Linked DNA regions of Mus musculus: region 1 is linked to region 2. The links are chromatin contacts, called in public Micro-C maps. All regions are on one chromosome and are shown on one strand. The core of a region is the stretch at or near the end of the contact, and the rest is flanking DNA. Distances in the headings are between cores, read along the strand shown. Region 1 has its middle 24 kb from the start of Gm34933. Region 2 holds the start of Crbn (cereblon).

What was found. Hi-C and Micro-C count contacts between places; a contact is called where the count stands out from the background.
Region 1: a Micro-C map of embryonic stem cells shows a contact between it and region 2, with 6 times the contacts expected there. The contact joins the enhancer-like site here to the promoter of Crbn in region 2. A contact is called at or near these places in 1 of 39 promoter capture datasets (hippocampal neurons), 3 of 484 Hi-C or Micro-C datasets (the AML12 cell line and embryonic stem cells) and 1 of 9 other capture datasets (pancreatic islet).

The regions. Positions count from the first base shown.
Region 1 is chr6:107,215,142-107,221,099 of GRCm38.p6, reverse strand. No RefSeq gene overlaps it. Among named protein-coding and RNA genes, the nearest start is that of Gm34933, 24 kb to the right of the region's middle. Within about 2 kb of position 2,674, at least 9 of the 459 cell types and tissues checked have an H3K27ac peak or open chromatin away from gene starts, as enhancers often do. A contact at or near this core is called in embryonic stem cells, where this site is marked.
Region 2 is chr6:106,796,472-106,802,581 of GRCm38.p6, reverse strand. Crbn (cereblon) reads left to right here and starts at 2,495. Exons shown (of 11, transcript NM_175357.3): 1 at 2,495-2,591. The coding sequence starts at 2,525.

The DNA.
Region 1 (5,958 bases), core at 1,425-3,924, 420 kb before region 2:
TGGTTTTATAGAAGTTGACCCCATTCCATGCAATGACTTTTCACTATAGCGTGGATAGAAGGGACCTCCTTAAAGAGCCAGCCCTTTGCTGCTTGTTCCTCACTCTCCTTTCCCTATTGATTTAGTACCACTAGCTTCTTCCCAACACACTTACTCTACCATCCTATCGTTCTTACAGTGTATTTGTTTCTTGTCCTGTTGCTGTAATGAAAGACACTCACAAAAGCAACTCCAAGGATAAAGGTTTAGTTGGCCTCAAGGCATAAAGTGTACTATGATATAGTCTACTATGGAAGGCAATTCAAGGTAGCAACTGGTCACACTCTTTCCACAGGCAGAAAGCAGATAGGATGTGGCTGGTGGTCAGCTTCTTTTCTCCTTTTTATTAATTCTATACCCATTGGTCCTAGGTTAATGCTGCATTAGGGATGGGTTCCTATACTAATTTGTTGGCTTTCTGCCTGTAGGTCCAGGCAAGAGGAGAGAACCCGGTCCAGCTGAGTCTCTCTCTGGGGCTGAGCATCATGGTGAATGTCACGGCCCAAAACAAACACACCTGGGGCCAGGAGTCTGTCAAAGCAGGAACTCAACTTCATAGCATCAACCTCTTGCTTATATAAGTACAGAACAGAGGGAGGAGAATTTTTGGTGGGGTAAGATGATGTAGGAGGCAGGGAACAGGGAACGGTGATGGGTATGAAGTGGCTGACAGGGTCAATGGCAAAGCTCTACATCAGGAACGGTGGGGCAGAGGCAGGGTCAAACAGGTCTTGCTGAGTCACCCCGATAAGGAAGTGACTGAGACAGGTTTTAAAACTTGAGCCAGGCTCAGGTTTGTCCTCAAGGCCCAAACGATAGCCAAAATGGGGCCCAACAGTGACTCAAATAAGAAATGTCCCCCATAGACTTGTGACATTTGAAGATTACATATGAGAAAGCTGTCAGGGCAATGCATAGCTCCAGTTGCTAGTGTAAGGAATACGGTAAAAGGCTTAGAAAGGGAGGGAGCATAATATTGTATAGTGTTTGAATAGTACCCACATATGCCTATCCACGGCCTACATTGGACACCTGAAATTATGTACACACCTAATCCTATGTGTCCTGCTTTCTCTTCTTTTGTATATAGTTGTGATACAGCTTAATTTATAAGTTAGACATAGCACTTGATTAAAAACAGTAATAGAATTATAATGACAATATTCTGTAATTGATGTTATGTGAATATTTTTTATCCCTCTCCCTTTCTCTACTTTTTTTTTCATGGCTGTATGTGTGTTTATTGTACTATAATCACTCCATTTTTGCCCCAATGTCATGATGTATGATGGCTTCACTTGTGCATTCCTGACTTGCTGCATCTTCACTCTTGGGACAATTTTAGGGTAAAATCAGGGCTACTTGGGCACAAGTACTATGATCCTGTGACAGTAGACAGAGCCAAGATGGCTGGCTAATAGGCCACTAATGGATGAGTAGTGTATGCATCAGGGATACCCTGAGGCAATGGATGGCTCACATCCTTCACACCTGGGCTAGGAGCTTTGCAAGATTGTACTATGCTACACAGAATGGCATATAAGTCGTGTCATACATTTCTTGAATTTTTTTTCTATATAAATTTTCAGACTTCAGATGACTGAGAATAACTGAAAACTCAGAAAATGAAATTATGTGGATGAGGCAGGATTACTCAGTATTATGAGCTGACTGGGGTCCCTGATCTCTATATGCTGAAGTTGTAAACACTACTACCCACAGAGTGTAGATGTTTTAACAAATAGGTGCATTACAGGTAGTATTTCCTGGTAAGGATATCTGGGCTCACCCTTGACCAGTGTGTGTTTGGATCACTGTCAGATACTACTACACTTATCAGGTTATACTGAATGGAGCTTAGGGTTCAGCTCTCGGGGTAACTCGATGTTGATTTTCAAATGAAGTATTAGAAGTGGAATTAGTTCAGCTTGAGCCAGATGCAGCTTCTAATCCTGGAAGCCAACATCCAAAGAGTCAAAAGATTCTCAATGCTAGTTCTCAGAAGCACATGGAAAACTTGCTAGGACCTTCGGAGGCAGGGGTGAGCTCACAGCAGGAGACTCCTAGTTCTCAGTAATGGCAGTAGACTCTTCAGAAGAAGTGGAGTTTCTCTCCTTGGAGGAATGACACACAAAACACGTGAACCTCGGGTGGTGTGTTGGAGCTGAGGTAATGCTTATGGAGCATGTATTACAATGGCTGTCCTGGAGGACAGGAGATACCAGCTTTCATTATTTAAGAGTGGTAGCTGTTGTAAAACCTTCTTACTAGGATAATGATATGTTGTGAGCCGGCCAGGGTCTCAGATGTCCTGGTTCAAGCCTGGGAGGCCACCTGGAGCTGAAAGAAAAGAGGGGACCTAGGTGGGTCAAGAAATAATGGAACCAAGACATGCTAGTCTGCTCAAGGTTCAAATGTTTAATGGCGGACATGCTTTATAAAGGAGGGGGGGAGGCCCATTCCGGCCAATTCATCCTTGGAGCCTTGAACCAGCTGCAGGTGTAGTTAAGCCTCTCAGCAGGTAGCAGTATCTTGAATAGGAACAGCAACACTGGCTGAACAATAGAGTAATCTAGGGAGGAGGGCTCCACCCTAGGTAATCACCTTAGTGGCAGCAAAGTCAAGGTCTGGCTCAGCCTGCTTCTGGCTTGTTGGAGGTTACAATGTGGGATGTTCTGCATAGTATTCAGTTGCTACAGCCAACAGGGTGCTTATATTTTAGGCAGGATTATTTTCATTGCTTGGGAGTGATAGTATGAGACAGCCATTTCCTCCTTTAACTTCTGAATATCATCACACTGATTCTAGAAGGTGAATGAGAAATGGGGGGAGGGGGGAAAGTTGGTAATCTTTTTTAAGAAAAAGCCTGTGACAGATATAAATTGCTGAGTCAGAGCTCCCAAAGGCACCAAGGAGCATCTAAGACCACCACAGAAACCATATGGGGTGAAGTGAGACACTTGATTTATCAAGAAGAAGGGCGTGGGAAGCTCTGGAGAAGAAAAGCAAAACAGAGCATGGAAAATGGATCCATACAGTGCTAGTTGCAGTTAGAGGTCAATGCCACACTTAAGACAGATAATAAATAAATAAAAATGGAAATAGGTAAATATATTCTAGACCTGGCAGAATTTAATCTCCACATGGAACCTAACATTAAAAAAAAAAAAACAAGATTAGATAAATTTCTGCCTACCAATAAAATTGAGATATTAGTTAACATTTACTGAACAAGAGAGAAAAGTCATTCTTGACAAATGTTGAAAACAGGTGATTTTTTTTATGAGATGTGAACTATTTTGAAATTAAACTATTATAAATAAAATAGAAGTAAGGATGTAGCTTAGTGGTAGATGCCTGGTATCCACAGGGTCCTAGATTCTGTTCCCAGTATATTTATATATATGTCACTATAATCACTCCAACCTTGTCCTGATGTATGGATGTAAGATGACTTTTCTTTTGTATACCCAAGGTACATATATATGATATTTTATATCATATTGTATTATATAATATATCATATATTTATTATCATAGATATAATTTTACTACCTCAATACATGAGGGTAGTAAAATAATATTCCTTTTATAGGTGACTCAGATAATATGACTATATGCTTAGAAAAATTATGAATAATAAGATGTTACTAAAACTACAAGTAGTGACTAGACTACAATATACAGTCAGCAGAAATTTTCATAGATAATAACAGTAAGCAAAAGAAACATTTCATACTGGGGGGCGGGTAGAAAAGTGAAAAGAGGACAGATGGAGTGTGTTATAGAGCTGGTAAAACTGGGTGCCATTCTGGGAAAGAAACTGCATCTGCCATTTATACTCAATACCAAGAAAACTCCTGAACCCTTTAAGGTTTAATTATAAAATAAAATTATTTAATTTCTGGAAGAAAACAGAAGACCTACATTATAGCCTCAGCATAGAGTAGACAAAGCCTACTGAACCTCCAAAGGAAAACATTGAAAATTCAACTGCAGACATAAAGTCAAAGACTTTGTATTGACTATTAAAAATCAGCACAGGATAAAGAGATGCTCCAGTGGATCAGGGAACTACCTGCTCTCCTTGAGGACCCTATGTCAGTCCCCAGCACCTATACAAGGTGGAGCATAACTACCTGTAACTACAGTTCCAGGAAGACCAGACACCTCTCACCTCCATGGATCCTGTACTCATATACATATCTCCACACACGTTTACATACATAAAAATAATTTTTAAATCTCTAAAAATAGAGTCATTACATAGTTAAAATAGAAATGACTAAATATGAAAAGATCTGTTATTCAATTTTGTATGCAGACTATGAAAGGGACTGGGAAGTAGCTCAGTGGGTTAGAGAGATACCTTTGCAAGCATGAGGACTTGTCAGGGGATTCACAGCACCCATGTAAGGAACTAAAGAAAGAACAAGGCAAAACTGATTGTGCCTCTAGCCCCACTGTTGTGTGTAAGAGAAAGATAGAGGGGGCTCTCTTGTATGATGGCCAGCCAAGACAATGTGCAGGTTCAGTGAGAGACCCTGTTTCCAAACAGGAAGGCAGAGAACAATAGAAGACTCATGTCATCCTCCTCTGACTACCCTTTTGTCATGCACTAGTGTATGTTCACTCACCTATGTACACGTGAACACAGACATGTATACACAAATGGCTATTATATGTTTGTCCAATGTTTAAGTCCTTTTCAGTGATATATCAAAAGTTAAAACTCACAAATCTTGTTTCTTTGTCCTTTACATTCTTGTTAGCCTGAACGTGTGTCTGTTCATGGCTAAAGACCTCTAGAAATTGATTAAAGCATCACTACTTATTAAAAAGGAGAGAGAGAGAAAGAAAAGCAATGAACCCATATTCACAGCAGAGAATATCTTGAATCAATTAAAGCAAAACAAAACTAAATAACCACAAACTCCATTCATGAGAGGAATAACTTTAAAACCCTACTCTTGTATTATTTTTATTCTCACTTATTAGGGCAAAACAAACTAACTTAATATCTGATGGTGATGTCATAGAGGGCAGGCTCACTCATATCATCTCTGGAAGTCTAATTCAATATAACCCTGACTTCAGAATACGTTGGAATATCTATTATAAATATAAAATCAGGCCCTGCCCCAGAGCCAAGAATTTCCTATTGACAGAGTTTGATTCCCATAGTTTTACAAGTGATAAATATCACGTTCATGAAATTATTTACTAAGGAGCTCTTGTTTGTAAAAGCAAAGGTTAGAATCAACCCAAATGCAGCTCAGAAGATTAGTTAAATATGATGCATTTGTCTCAGGGATTGACAAACCTTAGTTCCCAGACCATACTCAGCTCAACACCAACATTTGGATGGCTTGGTAGTTAAGAATGTGTTTCACAATTTTTAAGTTTCTTTATTTTTGTTTTATATGTTTGGGTGTGTTACTTACATGCATATCTGCACCAAGGGTGCTTCTGATGCCTATGAGGTCAGAAGAAGACATTAGATCTCCTGGAACTAAAGTTACAGATGGTTTGAGTGCCATCATATAGATGCTGAGGACCAAAACTGGGGCCTTGGAAGAGAAGCCAATGCTCTCTAACAAATGATCTATATAGCCCTGTGGATTTCCTGTTTTAAAGGATTTTTCTGTTGTTTTATCAGTGTCTCTCTTCATAGCCCAGGCTTATAACTTTCTTTTTGAGATTTTGGAGTGCTAGAATTTTAGCGTACCCCATTATACTAGGCTTCCAATGCTTTGTTCTCATGCTCTTTTCTCTCTCTCTCTCTCTCTCTCTCTCTCTCTCTCTCTCTCTCTCTCTCTCTCTCTCTCTCTCTCTCTCTCCCTTCCTTTTCTCTTCTTCCCTTTTCTTTTCCTTTCTTTCTCCCTCCCTCTCCCCTTCTCTCTCTCTCTCTCTCTCTCT
Region 2 (6,110 bases), core at 1,246-3,745:
TTTTTCCAGTGCCACGTCTTGTGAGCCTTACTGAAAGGTAAAGCTACAGATACATGTGTCCACGTTAGAGGGATGACAGGAAGAATGAAAAGAACTAGGTAGTGAATTTAAAGGGAGCAGAGATAAAAGAAAATCGGGAAAGACATACAAATGGGGGCTCTGATGATACTGGAGCATGGCTACAAGTGAGAAACAGGAGAGAGAGAGAGACAGGGGGTGGGGGGAGAACTTTTTTAAGTTCTTCCCAATGATTCCTTCTTTCCCAGACAATTCTTTTTTTTTAATTAATTAATTAATTTGTTTTTTTCACTCCATATTTTATCCCCCGCCGATCCATCTGCAGGAGGTATGAGATGTGGCACAGACAATTCTTGACTGACTGACTCGGGGTTCAGATAATTGAAAGGCACTTTTGAGACACCACCAGCAAAGTAAGAGCTTCCTTATTTAGAGACTACCTACTCTGGGCTAGGGAGGATGCTCGGTTGCTGAAGTGTTTGTTGTGCAAGCATGAGGACCCGAGTTCAATCTCAAGAATCTATATTAAAATGTACTTTTTAATCCAGTCGTGTGGTAAGCTTCACTTGTAATATCCTCCAACACAACAGAGGCAGAGACACTGGATCCCTGGGGACCACTGGGGAGTCACCCTGGCCTAATTGCTTACTCTTAGGCCAATGAAAGACATTGCCACAATAAACCAGGTGTATTACTCCCAAGTAATAAAACTCTAGGTTGATATTTTGGCCACCATACTCACTGACACACTTGCTCCCCTGTGAACCAAAAAGTGTCATCTTACACATGCACAGATAGATATATAAAATAGAAACCAGATGCTTGCTGAGATAGAAAATTCTGCAGCTAAACAATTTATTGAAATTCTGTGAACTGTATTTAAATTGATCCAGCGACAACAAAAATATGTGTGTGTGTGTACAGCTATGCACATTCATTCATCACTTGGTTGAACTTCTTGTTCTCTCTTTAACAGTCACCATCTATGTTCCATGCTCTCTGGTGGTCTAGACCTGAATTGTCCTCTTACTAGCGAGAAAAACACCTTAACTCATTACAATGGCTCATGCAGCTGTTTTTAACTCGATCATAAAAGGCATCAATATTGTATATGCTATTAAAGGGAATACATCTGGGACATTTGCGTTCTGGTTTTAACATTGGGTAAACTGAGTCCTGGGGATATAAAAGTGACTTGGCCAAGGCCAGAGTGACTCAGGGACAGAAGGCTGAGTGATATGGAATTGATAGTGTTAGGCTGAACCCCTGCTCTTCCCCTGTACAAGCTGGGAAACCCAGTCTACTCTCCTTCCCTGATCCCCAACCGCGGAGTGAAAACTCCACCTCTGTCTTGGAGAAAACTCCGGGCTAACATGTCAGCATTTCCTGGAACCCACCCAAGAGTGGCTGCCAGGGGATCAGTTTTTAACCAGGTATGGGCAACAACCCCATCTCCTAACCAACAAGTAATCACTCCTCACCAAAACTCTATAAAGTCACGTTGCTTAAACCTGGGTGTTTGACTTCACTGACCTCCACCTGTGAGACCAGCGAACTCCCCTTAGAGCTGCCTCCTGATAACTATGCCTTTACCTACTTTTAATCTGGTCTAATCTGGCCTATGTGTTGGTCACCATAGGAAACGCCTATCGGATCCAGTTACCATTCCAACGTGTTTTTGGGTTGTGAATTTTTTTTTAATGCAGCATTTTTTTCTTGGGGTAAAAATGTCTTCAAACCTCAGATTCATTAGTTTACTTTTTTTTCCTTCCTCTTATTCTCTGCCTACTACCACTACTTCCTTCTTTAGATATCGTTTGTCATTCCATTATTTTCTTTTCTTCAGTGAAAACGTGTTAGAAATATATTGTATACACTCTTAAAATTGGAAAAAAAAAATCCATCCACAACTCCAGTGCTAGACAATTCTCTTTCTTTTAGCATGTTGTAATTGTTTTTTACCATACATTGATCCATTTTTCTCTTAGTGAAGCCATTATGACTAGGCTAGTTTATATACTGACAGTTTTATTTTCCAGGTGATTATCAGCCTTTTTTGTCCTTGCAAATCTTTGCTTCATACTGATACATGTTAATTTGGGGCTATATCCGAGGGCTACTGAAATCGTTTTAAAAATCTGCTATATTCCAACGGCCCCTGGAACAGTCCATACTTCCAGACAAAAGAGGATGCTGTATAAGGACGTGTTTGCTCCAAGTGGACACTAAAAACACAGACTTGGGTTTCCCACCTGTCAAAACGTCTTTGTGGCTGAGAAGGGAGCTGTGTAACTTGTGTGGGGTCAGTGGGTCATGGATAACTTTGGGTTTCTTGTCCTCCTTAAAGATGGTCCTCTTCATTTGGCTCCGCTGTGCCGCTCTCGGCTCGCCTCGTTGGAGCCGCCAGGGGGCGCTGTGGCCCGGGAGCGTGGCGGCGGCGTATCGCAGACCCTCCCCCTGCGTGCCGGCACCGCCCTTTCCCAGGCTCCTTTGCGGGTAAACAGACATGGCCGGCGAGGGAGATCAGCAGGACGCTGCGCACAACATGGGAAACCACCTGCCGCTTCTGCCTGGTAACCTCCGGGACGGGCGCCTGGCCGTGGGTGGAGACCGAGGACCGGGGCCGATCCCGCAGGGAGGACGGGGACAGCTACTCGGGCGCAGCGGCCGGTGGGAAGCCTCCCGTGTGAGCCTCGCCCTCCGCAGCTCTGCGCTTTCCTCCCGGCCTGTCTCCTGGGCTGTCGGGGATGTTGGGGCCACGGACTTTGGTTTCCCAGAGCAGGGACCCCCATTCCTTTCCATCTTTCTCCCAAGCCGGCCTCCCTGAAAATTTTGTGGGAGTAGGCGAAGTTGAGAACCGGGTGACATTAGCAGCCGTTACTTTTCCTGCTCATCTGCTTTCTCATAAGACTGACAGCTAACATGCAGTAGGCATTTGCACGTCGTGGGCCCCGCAGTGAATGCTTTGCGTGCATTTCTGCTTTTATTATTACACCTGTCATCTGTCCAGAGCCTTGCTTATGGAGGAGAAACTTATCGACGGGTTGTTAAATGTATACCATCCAGTGACGTGGAAGGTCACACAGTTGCAGATAGGGCTGCGCGGTGTACTGATCTGCCACCACAGCTGGTATCTCTTAGCTATCTCTCTGTGGAGGTAGTTATTTAGCGGTTTTTCTCAGGTCTGCAAATAATATGCCTACTTTTAGGGTACTCAGGAGAACGGTATTACCGATTTCTCCTGCTTACTTTATGCCTTTATGGTTTATGACAACTTATGTTGCAGTATTGAATGCTGAAAGTGGATGAACTAGTGGTACGGACTGTTCTTAGAATGCTGTAGAAACACAGACTATTGCCAGAGCCTTTTGGTTGTAGTTAAAAGCCATGCAGTCTGTTAACCTTGTTTGTAGGAAAAACATCAGTCGGCTACTTTTAGGAGGGTCACAGTTAGGATAAGGCTATTGAGAATAATTACAATCACAGGTGCAGTTCATTTAGAGCCATATAAGCAACTGCTGCTGGGTGTACTGGGTTTGTGTTTTTTGCTGGATTGGATACCAGGCACTCCCAAATCCTCTGAGCTATGTCTCCAACTCCTGCTGTGATTTTCATGGGTAGGGATTATTGTGGGATTTGAAAATCTTGTGATGGAGATTCACTTAGGGTTCATTTGTGGACTAGGTTAGTCCTACATTGTTGAAACCGTGCATCCTTAGTCATTTCAGTTAGGAACTTTTTTGTGTGGGGTGTGAAGAAATAATTTCAGGTTTCAGTTTGTTGCCTCAGAAGGTGTGCTTCAGGTGTGAATGTGTTCCTTGGTGGTAGTGTAGACAGAAGAAGAAATGCTGGGTGCAGGGCCAGTGCATAGAAAGCACCTTTTCTGTAAGCCACTGGTTATTGAGCTGTACTCGCGGCAGTTCCTAAAGGTGATCATCTTTCAACAGAAGAGATTTCAGGGACAGCAGCTCCACTGTGAATGGAGCAGACGTTTAGGGAAAGTGGTGGAGTAGGAGAAGGGTGCTCCCCCGCTATTGGCATTCATCAGGTGCTTCTGTGTGAGCCACCGGGAGCTCTGAAAACTCTGTAGTTTCTCAATTTGAAATATTAGAAGGAAGAGGCTCACAGATGTTGTAGATATAGAATAGTGGGTTTCCAAATTATAATAGTTTTATTTCTGGAGACACTTTGGCTTGTCCCCTGAATTCATGTAGTGTAACTTGCTTTGAAAAGTGATCATCCTTAACAGCTAAGGGAATTGCTTAACATTTTAGGTGTGAAGAATCCATATTGGACAAATTAAGTGCTCAAATAAAAACATAACCAAGTTGGAGAAGTTAATTATAGCCTGTTCATAAGCAAATTCTTTTAAAGAATAAACATAGGAAATTTCAGGTGTATTAGCCCTGGAGCTAATAGCAGGTACTTTAAACTTGCTGTAGTAAAGAAGAGAATGGGTCTCTCCAAATGTCAAGTAAAATCTACATTCTCGGAGTTGTAGATGAAAAAATTAAATTCAGAATGTTTTTCTTATTTTAGCTTCGTCTTTATCGCTTGATAAACTTCCCTATTGTCAATAAAATCATGTTTAGAAATGTTAAATAGAAACTATCTGCATACCACTTGAATTATGTTCTTCTCTTTGACAGAGCCTTTTATCTAGGAATTTATAATAAAAATAAAGTAAAATCTTCATGTTTTTTCATAAGAACATCCTTTTAGGTAGTTTGGTGTAAATAATAATTTTCAAAAATGGAAAAGCTGACCAATTTGTAATGAAACCTTATGCATTTTAAAACTTTTTGGATGTATTTAAAAACATTTGAAGAGAAATGAGACTTAGTTTAGGCCATTGTTTCCCAACCTTGAGACTGTCACCCTTTCAGCCTGGAAAACCCCTGGCTATGTTGCAGCACAGTGTGTGTAAGAGCCTAGACAACTCCTAGTCTGCATTACCGGGGTTTTTATAGTTGTGACAGTCAAAGATATCTTCAGACAGTTCTAAACATTACAAGGAACAAAGTCATCGAGTTGGAAATGTTCCCATAGTTAGCAGGAAAAGAACAGCTCACACTTGATAGAATACCACTTCTAGAAAGTAGCGTTGTGTTTTGTTTCTTCAGACTTTCATCTCTGCCCTTGGCAGCATCATGTTATCAGGTGGATCAGCTTAGCTTTCATTTCATTTCAAAAAAAAAAGTGCAGGTAGAGTTCTTAAGATATCTCCTTTTGCCAGGCAGTGGTGGCGCACTCCTTTAATCCCAGCACTTGGGAGGCAGAGGCAGGCAGATTTCTGAGTTCGAGGCCAGCCTGGTCTACAGAGTGAGTTCCAGGACAGCCAGGGCTACATAGAGAAACCCTGTCTCCAAAAACTCGAAAAACAGAAAAGAAAAGAAAAAAAAAAAAGACATCTCCTTTAAAATGTATTTTCTTTGGGCCAACTTTATTTTTAAATTGAGAATGACAAAGCGATGTTTTATGAAAAATAATTGCAAACATTTCACGTTTAAATATGACGGTGAGCCAGGTTTTAATGGTATTTTTTTTCCCAGTTTCATTAACAGACCTTTCTTGCCTGCTTGTGTTTTCCTTGCTTTCTTTTTCACAGAGAAACTTTGTAGCTAAAGTCTGAAAGAACCTCATAGATTACTTTGTTCAAGCCTTCATTGTTTTTTTTTTCAAATGAAAAAACAGCTTTAATCAATTGGAATTCATTGTGTAAGGTGTCAGGATTAGTAGTGATGGAGAAGATAAGACTCATCCATGCAGGAGATGGGCCTAATTCAGCCACGTCAGTCGTTAGGCTGGACCTAGTGATCTGCTTTCCAACCGTGTACGGTGTAACTGCGGGGCAGGGGCGAGGGGGTTTACAGAGAAGGAAGCTGGCGGCTGTTTCTGACCAGAAATCAAGGGGAACATCAGCCCCTGGGTCAGGCTGACTGTACGTACCCTTGATGTGCGGTGAGGAATAGGCGTTGTCCCTAGCAGAACTCTAATAGAGAATGACATCTATTCCCTATTGAGGGATGCTGTGTAAAGTCCTGATAAGGAAGACAGAACATCCAGCATGCGTGTACCACAGGCAGCAAAGG